Regions from separate parts of the Sus scrofa genome. Here region 2 is linked to region 1. Evidence: chromatin contacts called from public HiChIP or PLAC-seq data. All regions are on one chromosome and are shown on one strand. Each heading gives the region's core, a stretch centred on a gene start, on an enhancer-like site or on the middle of the called end of the contact. The rest is flanking DNA. Distances are from core to core; before and after follow the strand shown. Region 1 holds the start of IFFO1 (intermediate filament family orphan 1). Region 2 holds the start of MRPL51 (39S ribosomal protein L51, mitochondrial).

The links. HiChIP or PLAC-seq counts read pairs in DNA pulled down with a chosen protein or histone mark.
Region 2: an H3K27ac HiChIP or PLAC-seq map of alveolar macrophages shows a contact between it and region 1. The contact joins the promoter of MRPL51 here to the promoter of IFFO1 in region 1. A contact is called at or near these places in 5 of 47 Hi-C or Micro-C datasets (blood, brain, liver and 1 more) and 2 of 2 datasets of contacts at active chromatin or transcription factors (alveolar macrophages and skeletal muscle).

Annotation. Positions count from the first base shown.
Region 1 is chr5:64,113,331-64,118,458 of Sscrofa11.1, forward strand. It overlaps IFFO1 (intermediate filament family orphan 1), which reads left to right and starts at 2,365. Exons shown (of 10, transcript XM_021092432.1): 1 at 2,365-3,609. The coding sequence starts at 2,837. It overlaps NOP2 (NOP2 nucleolar protein), which reads left to right. Exons shown (of 16, transcript NM_001244246.1): 15 at 48-276; 16 at 1,462-2,252. The coding sequence ends at 2,141.
Region 2 is chr5:64,165,413-64,170,540 of Sscrofa11.1, forward strand. MRPL51 (39S ribosomal protein L51, mitochondrial) reads left to right here and starts at 2,006. Exons shown (of 3, transcript XM_021092433.1): 1 at 2,006-2,351; 2 at 2,436-2,546; 3 at 3,258-3,574. The coding sequence starts at 2,273. The coding sequence ends at 3,454. It overlaps NCAPD2 (condensin complex subunit 1), which reads right to left and starts at 1,998. Exons shown (of 32, transcript XM_021092430.1): 1 at 1,215-1,998; 2 at 324-473. The coding sequence starts at 450.

The DNA of each region.
Region 1 (5,128 bases), core at 1,115-3,614:
CAGCTCTTTGCCTTTTCCTTCCGTCTCCATCTGCCCCCATATGTCAGGTGGAAGAGAATGAGTGGGTGGTAGACTACGCACTGAAGAAGAGGAATGTGCGGCTTGTGCCCACTGGCCTGGACTTCGGCCAGGAGGGCTTTACCCGCTTCCGGGAAAGGCGCTTCCACCCCACTCTGCGTTCTACCCGCCGCTTCTACCCTCACACCCACAACATGGATGGTTTCTTTATTGCCAAGTTCAAGAAGTTCTCCAATTCTATCCCCCAGTCCCAAACAGGTAAGCTCTCTGTAACATTCATTGCCACCTTTGCTTTCTCTGCCTCTCAGGAAGCTTTTTAGGGTGGCTGCAGGGAAGGGTCGGGTCTCTGCCTCCCTATCCCCGCTTTGCTTACTTGGGTGAGGGACCCCTTTCATCCCAGCGACATTTGTTCCCAAGCTTGGACCCCATTCGGGTATGTTAAAGGGTTCATGCAGGTGGGGCCTTTTCCTTGATTGTGCCAAGTGGCTGCAGTTGTTTGGCACTAAATGCATTCGCAGTGCGGGTGTGGTTTCTCTTCCTTCTTGGCGAGGCTGCCTTACTGGTAATAGACCTCTTCTGGTCCAGCCTTGTCGGCACTGGGTTGGCACACGACTCCTCCGAACTATCAGCGGTTCTCTGAGCCTATCATACTAATTGGAGATCTGTTTCCCAGCCATCTTGAGGAGTCTGGCCTCAAGGGGTGGGGTGGGGTTGCTGAAACAGGCCCGAGGGCTTTGCCTGCTGGGATGTCACCCTGGGTTTAGTTGGAAAAGAGAGAGGCAAGCCTGCCTTCTCTGGATACAAACTTCATGACTTACTGAGTTGATTTCTTTTAATAAACAGTGCCTCCTAACAGAAGTCACATCTGAACATTAACAGAACAAAAATCTCTTTGAGAAGTAGCAAAATTTCCTGTAATTTTTTTGCTCTATCTTTAAAAATCTGTATTTAAATACCTGTTTAATATATGTCAGTCTTCATTTATGAAGACTAGCTTGTTTCTAGTTGCTCTGTGTGCAGCTCATCAAAATCTGCATTTCCAAAAGATTTTTGCATTTCCATCAAAAATCTTTCCTGATTAAAAGAAAGGCCCACCCAATGCTTGAGGTTTATTCAGGATTCACCTCTCCTTAGAGTGTCTCGTTACCTGCTGGCCTCAAGGGGGTACAGCCTCCTCTAAAAACCTTTTGGACCAAGGATGGGTAGTGATCCCTTCTCTTTAATATCGGGTTCAAATTCGACTTGAGTATAGGTGAGGTTAAGTAATCTGAATCTTAAGTAATCTACTTTTAGATACCTCCCAATTGTGCGGAACACTTGGCCAAGAGATAGTACCCGGGCAGTTTCCTTATTGTACTTCCTCTGCTTATCTCCACCACTGATGATCAAGGCTCAGTGATGAGGCCTGTTTTCTGAAACCATTCTATTTAATTTTAACCCCAGGAAATTCTGCAACATCAACCCCTACAAACCCAGACTTGCCCAGCCCGAAAGGGGAGGTGACTCCCAAGCCTGAGCGCAGCAGCCAGCCTGCCAAGAAGGCCAGAGTGGCTGTGCAAGCAAAGCAGCGGCTGCAGAAACGGCAACTTCCCAAGAAGGCTTCTTTCCAAAAGCAGAATGGCGTCTCCAAAGGGACAGGCTCAGAATTGTCCACTGTGTCTTCTGTCACAAAGGTCCAACCTTCCTCCAAGCTCCAGGATAGCAAGCAGCCAGCTGAGAAAGCAGTAGTGGTCAGGGAACCAAAGGTGGCTGGGAGACTAAAACAGTCACCCAAACTGCAGTCCTCCAAGAAAGTTGCCTTCCCAAAGCAGTGTGTTCCTCCCAAGGGCATGGACCCAGAAATCCCTCCTGTGCCATCCCTCTCCAAGACCCAGGATGCTTTCAAGCCTGAGGACTGCAATCAGCCCCTTGGAAACACCACCACAGGGGCTGAGAAGGTAAAGCAGCAGTTACCAGAGCAATCTTTCAAGAAAACTGCCTTCCAGAAACAGAATGGCACCCCCAAGGGACCTAAGACTCCCACCATGTCCCCTCGCAGTTCTAGCAGGCCCCCACCAGCGAAGAGGAGAAAATCGCAGTCCAGAGGCAGCAGCCAACCACTGCCGTCTTCAGTGGATGGTTGAACTAGACTGGGGTGGTTCATTGCCATTGTTACTAGGTTGGAGCTCTTACCTCCGTGAGGATGGCTTTCCCACCGTGGATGTGAAATTTAATACACAATTTGCAATCTTGCCATTGTGGTTTTTTTGCTGGTTTTTTTTTTGTTTGTTTGTTTTTTGAGGGTACTGGATGTTGGCTTTGCTGCTTTAAGGGTAGGGGTGGGAGGGTGGGATAGGGATCCTCTAAAGAGGGGATCGTGTGGTATACTGAGAAATCAAGTCAATTCCAGGCACCTGGGATCCTTTGACTTCCCCAGGGACCCAGGAGAAGGCGAGGCAGAGCCCGGGTGTTCAGACTGGAGCGAGGAGGGCAATAGGGGTGTAGGGAAGATGGATTTCGCGCTACTACAACCATGGAGTAGTGGAGGATCTGGGTTTGATGACACTCTGCCATCCTGGCTGGATTCCGGGCACAAGCAAGCGGTCCGCTCAGACCAGGGCTCAGCCTCAGACCCGGAAAGGTCGGTCCAGGTGCCAGCTTCTCAGCGAGCCTTTCATTGGCTTTCTTCCTGCCCTCCTCCTCTCCGCTGACCTCTGCCCCCTCGGTCGAGCTGTCTGATTGGCTGCCACACGTCCCCCTGGCGCCTCATTGGCTCTTCTCCCTCACCCTCCATCCCTGTTCCTGCACTAGTCTCCATCTCCCAGCAGAAGGCGCAGCCATGAATCCGTTATTCGGCCCCAATCTCTTCCTCCTCCAGCAGGAGCAGCAGGGCCTGGCCGGGCCGCTGGGGGACCCCCTGGGAGGTGACCACTTGGCCGGAGGCGGGGACTTGCCTCCGGCGCCGCTAGCCCCGGCCGGCCCGGCTCCCTATTCGCCCCCCGGGCCGGGCCCGGCGCCCCCCGCCGCCATGGCGCTCCGCAACGACTTGGGCTCCAACATCAACGTGCTCAAGACCCTGAACCTCCGCTTCCGCTGCTTCCTGGCCAAGGTGCACGAGTTGGAGCGCCGCAACCGGCTGCTGGAGAAGCAGCTGCAGCAGGCGCTGGAGGAGGGTAAGCAGGGCCGGCGGGGCCTGGCTCGCCGCGACCAGGCCGTGCAGACCGGTTTCATCAGCCCCGTCCGGCCCCTGGGGCTGCCCCTGGGCTCCCGGCCGGCCGCAGTCTGCACCCCGTCGGCGCGGGTGCTGGGGTCGCCCGCGCGCTCTCCGGCCGGCCCCCTCGCGCCCTCCGCGGCCTGCCACCCAGCGCCCTCCACCTCCGCCTCCACCGCCTACTCCTCGTCGGCCCGCTTCATGCCCGGCACCATCTGGTCCTTCTCTCACGCCCGCCGGCTCGGGCCGGGACTGGAGCCCACGCTGGTGCAAGGGCCTGGCCTGTCGTGGGTGCACCCCGACGGGGTGGGCGTCCAGATCGACACCATCACCCCCGAGATCCGCGCGCTCTACAACGTGCTGGCCAAAGTGAAGCGGGAGCGGGACGAGTACAAGCGGAGGTAGGGACCGGGAAGGTGGGGACGGCGCACACCGTCAGGCCACACTCGGGCCGGCCGGGGCTAGCTGTGCCTCCGGGAGCCGATGGGGCCCAAGAATCAGGGAGGAGTCAATAAGAGTAAAAAAGTTCCTGCTGTGCAAGGAGGAGCTTGGAAGTCCGTAAGACGACGGAATTGGATACTCTGAGACTAGAATCCACAGCGAATGCAGAAGTCAGACCCGTGACAGGAAGGAGTCTAGGAGTGGATACTGCGGGGGAACTCATGTTCTTCTTCTGGCTTTTCTCTCTGTCTCATCCAGGCTGCAGTGTTTGAATGACTGTGTTAACACTGGGGTTTTGTGAGGTGTGAAAGGGATGTGGGTCTGAGAGGTCACATCTAAGCTACCACTCACCTGCAACCATCTCAGCCCTGGCAGTGATTTTGTGATATAAGCTCCACGTAGTGATCAAAAGAGGCAAAGGATGTAGCTTTAATGTGGGAGTCTTAAATGAAATAAGAAGGGGGGTGGGGAGTGCACCTTGCAGTGGGTGATCCTGCTGCTGCTCAGGGTTTCCCAAAGTCGTGTCCATGGAAGCTGTGGGCCCACTCTAGTCCATCCTCAAGACTGGGGACCTCAGGGCATTTCTGGGAGCAGGTCAAAAAAGAGGGATGGAGGAGTGAAGGGAATTCCCTGGGGGAGGGGGAGGGGATTGTTCTTGCCATAGGGCTAGTGGAAGCTGGGGGAATCTGAAAGTGCAGAGTCCAAGCTGGAGGAAGTGTGAAGAGGGCAGCAAGGACTGAGTAGGAGAAGGTTGGAAATTTGGACACACCCATGATATAAGGCAGCTGGGGCAGGCCCGGTCACTCTGAAGATGGAGCGTTGACTTTCTGCACAGATTCCTTTGGGTTATCACAGGGGGCCTGGGAGGGGACTCAGTGCTGGAGTGCTGGCTGCATCCCAGTGGATCCCTTAGAGGGTTGATAACTAGGCTGTTGGAACAGGAGCATGAGCACAGGCAGCACTTTATAGACTCTGACCAAGGTGCCATGGTTGAAGAAGGAGGTAACTGGTCAGAGGCAGGCTTTGCCTTCAGGTTCCGCCTCTTAATGAGCTACTCTGACCCCTTGTGGGCAGACTTGGGAATTACCCTTGCAACCCAGGGGAGCAGAGATGTGTGTCTGGTGGGGGACTGGCTGAATGTTCTGGGAAATGACTGCTCCCTCTGGGGGTGACCTTCAGGGATCTGTAACCTGCCAGAGTCTAGCAGATCACAGGCTTTCAGGGGTTGAGTCCCGTCCTAATGCTGGCTGGCTTCCTTCCTTAGTTGTAGTCCATGTTTAAGTGTCTTTGGGAGACTCAGTTATCCTAAAACCAGTACTACGCAGAACCATCCTGCCCCTGCCCCAGCCTCGACCCCTGCAGAAATGAATCAGCACAGTCAGCAGTGGAACATGGGCAGTCTGGAATACATCCATAACCACAGCAACAACTGCTGGTCTCAGGGACACTTTTTTTTTTTTTTTTTTTTTTTTAACTGAA
Region 2 (5,128 bases), core at 756-3,255, 52 kb after region 1:
TCTGAAAAAGCTATCTTCTCCTACAACTCTTAAAACTGCCAGGACTTTATTTTGACATATGGTTAAGAAGCAAAAATCTAAAACAAAAACTTCCCCAAAGAGTAACCATATACACCCAGACTGTTGATTGAATTATCTAGAGAAGGTGGTTAATGAAAATACTCTTCGTGTAACAAAATACTAGGGAAAAAAAAACAATAAGAGGAAAGACATGTTCCTTGCCCTCATGGAGCTTAGCGGTGTAGTGGAACAGACAGATGATATAACTACATGTGGGTGGCTGTTTTGAAGTGCTAGGCACAAGGGCAGCTGTGGCGTCTTACCTTTAAGGTGTGATGGAAGATGTCTGATGGACAGTACCTCCTGCACCACATACTGATTCACCCCTCCACTTTTCAACAACTCTTCTGGGGATAAGGGCAGATGGAACTCATACAGCTGGGGGGACATATTTCTCCCAATGGCTCACAGTGCTGGAAGCCAAACAGCAAATCAGTCTATATCTAAAGGTTGTCTTTTCATTCGGTTCTATTACTTCTCTCCTCAAACATATGCTTTTTAGTCTTACATCAAGCTAATAACATTATCTTAGGGAGTGTGAGATTAACCCGGACTAGAATGTAATTCTAGTTGTGACTCTGACACTTGGTCATGTCACTTAACCCTGGGCCTCATCTGTCAAACAGGATTACTAATCTATGATTACTTTATAAAGTTGCTCTGGGAATCAAATGGGTCAAGAAGTATGAAAGTATTTTAAAAACTGTAAAATGGCATATCAATGTTCTTTCTGTTTCTATGGGCAAAACTTAGGTATAGAGAGAATGCCTCATCAGAGGCTAGAACAGTGGCCCAGTAGGGCTTAATGTGTTTCCTGTTTGCAGAAAGAGAACATTTGCAGTATTTGTTTACTCTGTGCCAGGTTCTGTTAGGCTATTTGAACGTCATACCTTATCTAACCCTCCAAATGCCAACCTCATGGAGTGCATAATACTACTGTTCCACTTACAGATCAGGAAATTGAGGCTCTGAAAGATTAAGCAATTTGCTCAAATTCCACTGCGGATCTGTGAGACTGTGTTACCACGCCGTACCACAGGGACGCACCAATACACCTCCCAGCCTGATGCCGCATCATACCGCCCGGTTCCCGATTTTCCCGGCCTCTCCTTCCCCGCTCGCCCTGAACACCACACCTTTTAAGAGAACTTCACCTGCAGTTCCTCTGGGTCCGGTTGTGGGGCTGAAGTGAAGGAAAAACCATGAAGGGCACAACACGCACCAATCAGCTAGGCAGCACTCCCACGGGCAGAGAAACCGGCCAATACCTGCCAGGCGGAGGCAAAAACCCGCCTCGGAGCCGGGGACCGCGCCGGCAAAGCCGCGAACCTGGAATTCAAATCTCAACGGCCGGAAGTGGGCCAATCAGGACACTAGCTGTAGGGACCAACCAATCATAACGCAGGAGCCGCTGAAACGGAGGAGGGCGGGACCTAGATTCTGGCTCCCGCCCCCTCACCTCGCCGCCACCTCAGTCCCTACAAGGTCCTCCTTTTACTCCGTCGGTGGAGAGGAGGCCTTCGTGGTGCCTGCAGGAGATGCCGCGTTTCTAGCTGGGCGGTGGCCGTGCCCCTGGGACACTGACACACTCAGTCACCCCCCAGTACTGGAGGCAAGTTCAGGCCGGCAGTTAGAAGACCTAGGCTCTAGTCCGGGTTCCGCCATCTCCTCTGCCAGGTGACGTCAGCAGGTCGTTTCACTCCCTCAGCCTCGGATTTCCTCCCCTGTCGAATAAGGGGAATAAAAACAGCTACAGCGCAAAACTGCTGTGGGGCACAGAGAAAGGAAGCTCTGGGTTCCTCCCGGTTCTGGACCTTCATCTCCCTCAGTTGAGGGAAGCCCAAAGAAACAGGAAAGGGTGAATTTTCTTGAAATTCAGTTTTGGGGCGACCTAGACAACGACACGGGCCCCTCAGCTCTTCTGGCAATCCAGAACTTCCGGTGGGCAGACCGGAAACGCCTCTGCGGGGCAGGGCTACAAGGCCCCTCTGCCCCGGAACCTGGAGGGCGGGGCTCGCCGCTGGGGAAGGCGGGGCCAAGCGGGGCCCGGCAAGTCTGGCGCCCTGAGCTACCTGGGTAAAGCCCAAGATGGCTGCGTCCATGTAATACCAATGTGAACCCAGTGGGGACGGTTCTTATCTCCTCGAAGGCCACATCTGGCCCTCCCTCCTGTGCTCCTGCAGAGGGCTGTTGTAGCAGAGAGACGAGGGCAATGGCAGGGAGCCTTTCTTGGGTGACAGGCAGGGGCCTGTGGGGCCGGTTGCCCTTGACCTGTAGAAGCTTCTCTCTGGGTAAGTGCTTCATGCAGTAAGACGCCTCGAGAACTGTTTCTCAGTAAGCGGCTCAGATTCATTCCTTTTCTTCCCCTTCCTTAGGTATTCCTAGATTGTTCCATGTAAGGGTCACTCTCCCGCCTCGCAAAGTGGTTGATCGTTGGAACGAGAAGAGGGCCATGTTCGGGGTGTATGACAATATCGGGATCCTGGGTAAGACTTGACTCCTTGGTGCAGAATTCCAGAACAGAAGTTATGTCGTAACGACTATAATTTTTCACCTGTGTAGAAATGATACCATGTTCAATAGTAAGAACAAACATTTATGTGGCTATTTACGTTGTGTTGGGCACTGTTATGTGTGTCCTGCATGCATTAACACATTTAATCTTTATAATCTTTTCACTTTAAAGGTGAGGAAACTGAGGCACAGAGATAACCTAGTTTTCCCAAAGCTAGTCAATGGCAGTGCCAGAATTTGACCCCAAGCAGCGAGGCTACAGAGTCTGTGGTCTTGATCCTGTAGCATAATGTGTCTTTTTTTTTTTTTTCCCTGCGATTTTTTGGGCCGCTCCTGCGGCATATGGAGGTTCCCAGGCTAGGGGTCTAATCGGAGCTGTAGCCAGAGCTGTAGCCGCCGGCCTACGCCAGGGCTACAGCAACGCAGGATCCAAGCCGTGTCTGCAACCTACACCACAGCTCACAGCAACGCCGGATCCTTAACCCACTGAGCAAGGCCAGGGATCTAAGGCGCAACCTCTTGGTTCCTAGTCGGATTCGTTAACCACTGAGCCACAACGGGAACTCCTAATGTGTCTTGTCTATAGGTGCTGCTCAGGTAGATGCAACTCTGTTGAAGGCTTAGCTAGTGGAGACTAGGTTCTTTCTCCTCTTGGAACTAACATGTTATCTCACATTACATAGGAAACTTTGAAAAACACCCCAAAGAACTGATCAAGGGCCCCATATGGCTTCGAGGCTGGAAGGGGAATGAATTACAGCGTTGTATCCGAAAGAAGAGAATGGTTGGAAATCGGATGTTCATTGATGACCTGCACAATCTTAACAAACGCATCAGCTATCTCTACAAACACTTTAACCGACATGGAAAGTACCGGTAGAAGAGAAAGCTAGGAACTGTGGAGGAGGCATATCTACCACCCAGGAGAAGGAGGAAGTACTTTTCCTTATGAGGAAAGAGATTTGTATGCCCGCAGTAATAAAATGGGACTTCTTTGGAATGTGTTATCCATATGCGTTATTTTCCTTTAGATGCTGCTTTTACTCATTCAGGAGACTAGAAAGTGTGATTCATTCCTAAGTCTTGTCTTAGGTTTGGACTTTACCACTTGTCTTTTGTGGTCTAGCCATACCTATGGTGTTTAAAACGTAAAAAATGATGGAGTTCCCTAGGGGCCTAGTGGTTAAAAATTTAGTGTTGTCACCGCCATGTCTTGGGTCACTGCTGTGGCTTCGGTTCAATCCCTGGCCAGGGAACTTCCACATGCCTTGGAAGTGGTCTAAATAAACAAACAAATAAAACTAAATAAAGTAAAAAATTGTTGACCCCTTTTGACATTTGGCCTTTCAGAGTGTTAAAAGTTGTAATTTTAGGAGTTCCTGTCATGGCGCAGTGGAAATGAATTCGACCAGGAACTGTGAGGTTGCAGGTTTGACCCCTGGCCTTGCTCAGTGGATTAAGGATCCAGCGTTGCTGTGAGGTCGCAGACACGGCTTGGGTCTGGCGTTGCTGTAGCTCTAGTGTAGGCCAGCAGCTGTAGCTCCAATTAGACCCCTAGCCTGGGAACCTCCATATACCATGGGTGCGGCCCTAAAAAGACAAAAAAAAAAAAGTTTTCATTTTAAATGCCATAATGCCATCATGTTAAATATATTTTAAAAAACCTTTCCACACTGGAATGAAATGTGATAGAAAAATGGAATTATACTTCTATACTATTTCTGGTCAAAAAATATTAGTTGGATACCTTTTCCGAGGTGAGAACAAAGTGTAATATAGCCTCCCCCCGTGTTTTTCTAGTTATAGGTATAAAGTTATAACCTCATACTTCAATATGAGGCATTAAGGTTTGCATGAGTGGTTCCTTAGCCTGACTGAACATCAGAATCTCTGGGTAAACAGTTTAAAAAGTCTGATCCTTCTCCCCAAAGATTTGTGATCTGTAGGGCTGAGCTGAGTCTTGTACGTGTACCTGGGTGTTTTTAATATTAAAAAATGTATTCATCTATACAGGCAGATAGTGCAGAATTTCAAAATTGCAGAAGAGTAATCTGATGAAAAATTTTCTCGGAGTTCCCACTGTGGCTCAGTGGTTAACTACTCTGACTAGGAACCAAAAGTTTTCAGGTTTGATCCCTGGCCTCGCTCAGTGGGTTAAAAGGGTCCAGCATTGCGGTAAGCTGTGGTGTATGTCGCAGACTCAGCTTGGATCTGGTGTTGCTGTGGCTCTAGCATAGGCCGGCAGCTGTAGCTCTGATTAGACCCCTAGTCTAGAAACTTCCATATGCTGCTGGTGCAGCCCTAGAAAAAGACAAAAAAAAAAAAAAGACAAAATTTTCTCACAGCTTATTTTGTGTGCTCTTTCTGAGAATACCACTCTTAAGAGTTGTTTGTTTGTTTTTGTCTCTTTAGAGTCGCCTCCGAAGCATGTGGAGTTTCCCAGGCTAGGAGCAATCGGTGCTCTAGCTGCTGGCCTACGCCACAGCCGTAGCAACTTGAGATTCAAGCCAAATCTGCGACCTAAACCACAGCTCACAGCAATGCAGGCTCCTTA